Regions from separate parts of the Mus musculus genome. Here region 1 is linked to region 2. Evidence: chromatin contacts called from public HiChIP or PLAC-seq data. All regions are on one chromosome and are shown on one strand. The core of a region is the stretch at or near the end of the contact, and the rest is flanking DNA. Distances in the headings are between cores, read along the strand shown.

The links. HiChIP or PLAC-seq counts read pairs in DNA pulled down with a chosen protein or histone mark.
Region 1: an H3K4me3 HiChIP or PLAC-seq map of forebrain shows a contact between it and region 2, with 3 times the contacts expected there. The contact joins the promoter of Rbm25 here to the promoter of 1700030I03Rik in region 2. A contact is called at or near these places in 1 of 39 promoter capture datasets (hippocampal neurons), 3 of 484 Hi-C or Micro-C datasets (the HPC-7 cell line, embryonic fibroblasts and palatal mesenchyme), 4 of 115 datasets of contacts at active chromatin or transcription factors (embryonic forebrain, embryonic hindbrain, fetal liver and 1 more) and 1 of 9 other capture datasets (embryonic stem cells).

Annotation. Positions count from the first base shown.
Region 1 is chr12:83,630,753-83,633,622 of GRCm38.p6, forward strand. It overlaps Rbm25 (RNA binding motif protein 25), which reads left to right and starts at 1,491. Exons shown (of 19, transcript NM_027349.4): 1 at 1,491-1,665.
Region 2 is chr12:83,120,140-83,122,839 of GRCm38.p6, forward strand. 1700030I03Rik (a long non-coding RNA gene) reads left to right here and starts at 1,276. Exons shown (of 2, transcript XR_872868.2): 1 at 1,276-2,700. The region is part of intron 15 of Rgs6 (regulator of G-protein signaling 6); the gene reads left to right.

The DNA.
Region 1 (2,870 bases), core at 241-2,740, 510 kb after region 2:
TTAAGGCCACGTAACCAGTTGCAGAAACGAGGATTATAAAGTAATATGAATGCCCATTGTAAATTTACTAATGCGTTTGCGATTGTACGAGGGATAGTTATATCATGTTAGGCGTATTTACAACCTTGTTATTGTTTCATGTGAACATGAGATATTATTTGTGTCAAGTTGACAAGGGGTGGATTGTAGTGGCTATTCCTGGTTGTCAACTTGACAATATTTGGAATGAACTACAATTCGGAATTGGAAGGCTCACCAGTGACCCTTATCTGGAGGCTTGGAGATCCTTATCTGGATCTTGGTTTGAAGATCTTGAGCCATAGTGGCTATGGATTCCAGAAGATTGAATCTCCGAGTTAAGGAACACACCTTTAATCTGGGCTATGCCTTTCATCTGGGATTAAAGGTGTGGTGGAACACACCTTTAATCTGGGCTACACCTTTTGCTGGAGACAATATAAGGACATTGGAAGAAGGGAGTCTAGCTCTAGCTCTTGCTCTTGCTCCTTCGCCTGCTTGCTGCGTGAGACTGAGTAACTGCTAGATCCTTGGACTTCCATTCACAGCTGCGACTGAACCATTGTTGGGAATTGGGCTGCCGACTGTAAGTCATCAATAAATTCCTTTACTATTTAGAAATTATCCATAAGTTCTGTGACTCTAGAGAACCCTGACTAATACACTAACCAACCAAGGTTTGCTATTTGTTATCCCAGGACTCCAGCTCTCCCAGGACAGGAATAAATCTCACTCTCCACCTTCAGAGAGACAAGCTCCTTGTAAACGAATTATAAAATCCTTCTGAGTAACAGGAAACAAAAGCAGCAGATACTGCTTATAAATTCCATAATTTGGATAACCCAGTAATTTGTGAGTATTCATTTTCACTGTTTTAGTATTTTTAGTCATTCGCACACTGCGGAAAGTTGCATTAAATATTCTTACAGGTTTCTGAAGATACCAAGCATCTAGTTACCTCTTTGACCCTGTTACCTCGCCTAAGATATAGTGTGTGTACGCACAAAAAGTCCAAAAAACCCAATATAGCCGTTGCCAGTTATTTCTTGGTGTGAGCAGTACTTTGCGAAGAACAAATGACATCTGGGCTTTCTATTGAGGTTCTCGGTCCCGCCCAGGTATCAGGTCATCGAACCTCCAAGAATCAGGAGACCAAGGTTCTAATTCCTGGAAAACGAACTACCAAAAAATGTGAGAAAACCTGTAACAAGCCCCGCGCGAGTAACCAGCCGGAACCTTGACCTCAAGATGGCGTCGCACAGTCATAAGATTCAATCGGCTCCAATCAAAAATGGCAGGGTGGGTGGTAATTTACAGCTCGAGCCTCTCTAGGTCCCACTAGACAATCCCACTCTATGGTCATCCCTCTGTACTTAATGAGTCAGAGGCGACGGCGGAGACTATCTAGGCATCACCTTCTCTATGGTTATCCCTTTCCACGCCTCCTGGCGCAGTGCACGCCGGGCAAGAGGAAGCCCTCCAGGAGCTCCCCGCGCAGCGCGGCTGTGTTTTGCGGCCTAGGCGAGTAGGCGCTTCGGAACCAGTCTCTAGAGTCGGGCGGCGCGCAGACACCTCGAACCGGTGGAGCCCCACTCCATCACCTGACGCCCAGAGGCCGCGAAGACAGTACCGTTTTCTTAGCGGCGGGTGAGTCCACGCTTCCGAACGCGTGAGGAAACCGCTCGACCTGCTACCTCAGCTGCGGGAGGAGGAGGCGGCGGCGGAGAAGCCAGGGCCGCTGTGGAGGCCCAGCGGGGTGGGGGGTGGGGGGGGGTGGGGAGACGGGGCGGGGTGGGGGAGGGGACGGGCACGCGGCTCGGGCTTCTCTTCCCCTCCAAGGCCTCGGAAAAACCAGTGAACCAGGAGCCCGGGGAGGCCGGGCCCACGGCCGGAGCGGTCCTCCGGGAATTTTATTTTATTTTTTGTCGCCCACTTTGTCTATTGGCTTCCGTTTCAGTTTGGGAGCGAATCGCCTCGGGCCCTGACGGGGCTCCTGTCTTAGCCAGGGCTAGGATCGGTCGGCCCGGAGGCCCTTGTCTCCTCGGGGCCTCCAGAGCCACCTCTCAGTAGGTTTCCGGGGCCGAGGACTCAAGTGCCTCCAGGCTGCGCCTTGAAAGTAGCCTGCGCCCACTCTTGGAGCGAGGTGCGGGCCACCAACGGATTTCTTTTCTGTCTGGTAGTCTAGTGCCAGCCGCCAAAAGAACGGGCCCCACCCCTCCTTGAGTTTATCGAGTGGCCACTTTTTTGGTTTTAAAGCACCTTTCCTGCTTGTTGGAGCTAGTGATGAGTTTCACCGTCTGATCCCCTTTCCGATTGGGAGGGATGCTGTAAAGGATCTCTCCATTCATTCTAGGCGGCACCAGCCTTCTTCATATTAAAATATGCTGCCCTCCTTTTGTTTTCAGTATTGATTTTTAAATACAGTTTTCGAAATAAGAGTATGAAGGTTATCTTGAAGTTATGTAATAATGGATTTATATTGACGTGGAAATGCCATTTTGATACAGGTCAGAGTAAAGCCGACCAAAAGGAGGGAAAAGATTGGGCTTCTCTTGTATCATAGTGCTTTAGTGAAATAAGGTGAATCAGGTAGAGGCAGTATTGTATAAACAGTTTTTTTGTGTGTTGTCTGTGAGCACCCTCAATTTCAGTTTCTCTTCAGTTTAAAAATCTCTTGTTTTTTTTCCCCACAAGTAAGAGGGTCGCTGTATGATATTGATTCTTGTAAGCCTGTATATAGATTTAAGAAAGGTTGATAGTTTAACGGGGAGTATTCACACCACGAATGTAATTTTGTGAGAACTTTAATTTTTTTATAAAAGATATTTCAAAGAGTTCAGTGTTCTCATAAG
Region 2 (2,700 bases), core at 26-2,525:
CTCCTATTTCTCCAGCATAGTCTGAGGGCCAGGCTCAGACAATGTGATCACAGCCTGTGATTAACCACTACGTAGTTGTCCATGGTATAGAGGCACCATGGTTTGCTTAACAAGTCCTGCCCTCCTAGATGCATGTGTTCTTCCTTATCCAAGGGATACTTGATAAGAGAACTTGAAAAATATGTACGTGATGCCTTGCTAAGATACTGAATACCTGGCCTTCGTGAGTACAGGTTCTGTGTGATCTTTCAGGTACTTCTAAATGCATTATGACCCAGGCAAGCCTGTGAGGTAGACTAGACAGGAAGATGTATCTAGACCTAACTTGTATAAATTTAAATAAATCTCTCTTCCTAAGCCTGTTCCCATTCTTAGCCTTTTCTCTGTTACTCACATAGAAGTGTGTTTCCACATATAATAACACACTCGTCCTAACAGCCTCTCTTTGGGAATGTCATCTAATGTTCTGGCTAGTTTTATGTCAAACTTGACACAAGCTAGAATCATTTAGGAAGAGGAAACCTCAAGTTGAGAAAATGCCCCTACCAGATAGACCTTTTTATTTTTAATTGATTGATGATTGACATGGAGGACCCAGCCCGCAGCCCGTTGTGGGTGGGGTCATCCCAGGCACATGAGCCTGGGGTGTATGAGGAAGCAGGGTGAGCAAACAATGGGAAGCAAGCCAGTAAGCTGCAGAGCTCCACGGTGTGTGCTTCCTTTCCTGCCTCTAAGTTCTTGCCCTGAGTTCCTGCCCTGTCTTCCCTTCGTGATGGAGTGTGCTCTGAGAGACGTAAGATGAAACTAACCATCTTCCTCCCCAGGTGACTTTGGTCACAGTGTTCTATCCCAGTAATTGAAACAATAGCCAAGACACCAAAATTCCTTAAGTCTTCCTTTCCTCTCCTGTAGAGCGGAGATCTAGCAGAACTTCCACCTGGGGTGAGAGGTGACAGAATGAAAAGAGGCAGATGACCACAGTGACTGGCCCACAGAAAGAAAAAGAAAACATTTACTATTTCATTTTCCTAATGGCATTAACGTGCTTTGTTCTTTTATGCTAAGTACACTTGACAAGTTTCACAGATTTGCATATGTTAGCACACAGAGATAACCCCTCTTTCAGTATGCAGATGTCCCTTGGCTTGTGATGGGTTATACTCCAACCAACTTACCATAAGTTGAAAATAGCATGAAGTCAAAAGATGCATTTAATACACTTCGCTGACCCAGTGTCCAGGCTAGGTGCCGTGGAACACGGGTGAACATTTGGTTTTCCCCTCTTGGGATCCTGGGGCTGAGCTATGGCTGCAGCTTGTGTGCTATGGCTGTAGCTTGGGCCCCTGCTACCCAGCATTAGGAAAGATCACTTGTCATTGGGGTCAGGCTCGGAGATGATCAAAGCTCAACATGTAGTTTGTATGAGATCCGTGTAGCTTTCGCACAACTTTGAAGTTGAAAAAAAAATGTAAATCAGATTATCCCTCAGAACTACGGTCACCCCTCAGGAGCCACCTGTACCTTCCTTCCTCGGTGTGTTAGGTCTGCTCAGGCTGTAGGATGTGACACAATGTCAGACTGGGTGACCGAGGGAGTGTTTGGTCTTCTGGGTCCTGAAGCTGGGAACACTGGGGATTACGTGACTACAGACGAGTTTTCTGGTCCTGACCTTCATCCTGGCTTCAGGAGAGCCACCATTTGGCTGTGTCCCAACCTTCAAGTAGAGAAAGCTCTTTGGCGTCTTCATTTTATCAGAACCCCAACGGCATCATGACCTCATCTAAACAGCATTGTATCCCAAAGGCTTCATCCCCATCCAACACCATGATGTGGGGAGGCAGGCCTTCAAGGGCATGAGCTCTGGAGGGATACAAACTTAGTCCATAAACAGGGTGATTATGAAAATAAGGTGACTCTTTTACATTAAATGAGAGAGCAGTTAGAGAGTTAAACTTTTCATGTGAAGGTCTAGATAATATAAACTTTAGGTTTGTGGAACACAGGGTCTGTGTCACAATGGTGATGTCACAATGGAAAGAAAATTAAAAGACCAGATGGCTGTGGCTGTGTCCCCAAAAGTGTGTGTGTTGACAATGAAATTCAACTCATAATTTTTCACACACACACATACACAAAACCGTAATTGTTTTAACTATTAAAAACTAAATCCCTAGATCATGAGCTAGATTTGAGCCTCAGGCTATATCAATTTGAACCAAGCAAGATGGCAGGAAAGTCACCGAAAAGCTCCACTGGAGCAGAAAGAGAGAGGGTCAGACATGACGACGCTGCAGCTTCCAAGCTAAGTTAGAAAGACTCCACTACGGTTTGGTCACAGCGACACTGTGACTAATCTCTGAGGACATTTTTGTGTCAGCATGGAGTGGCCCCGTCAGGGACCAAGCCTGCAGTGCGGTAGCCACAGCCTTCCTTACCACCCCAGTCACCTGCACCAAGCAGACTGTTACAGCTTCAAAGCTTCAAGAAACAGAAATGAGGTTAAAAGTCATTATGGCCCGCAAGGACTATGGATGACCTCTTCCAACATGCCGGCCAGACGTTTCCAACCCATCCCTTCCTGGATTAGAGTTTTAGCGCTGAAGGCTTATCTGGCTCCCTGAGACCCGGAGAATCTTAAGTCCCAGAGGCCAGGGCACAGACCTGATCTAAATGGAGATGACGACCCGTATGCCCTTCGAA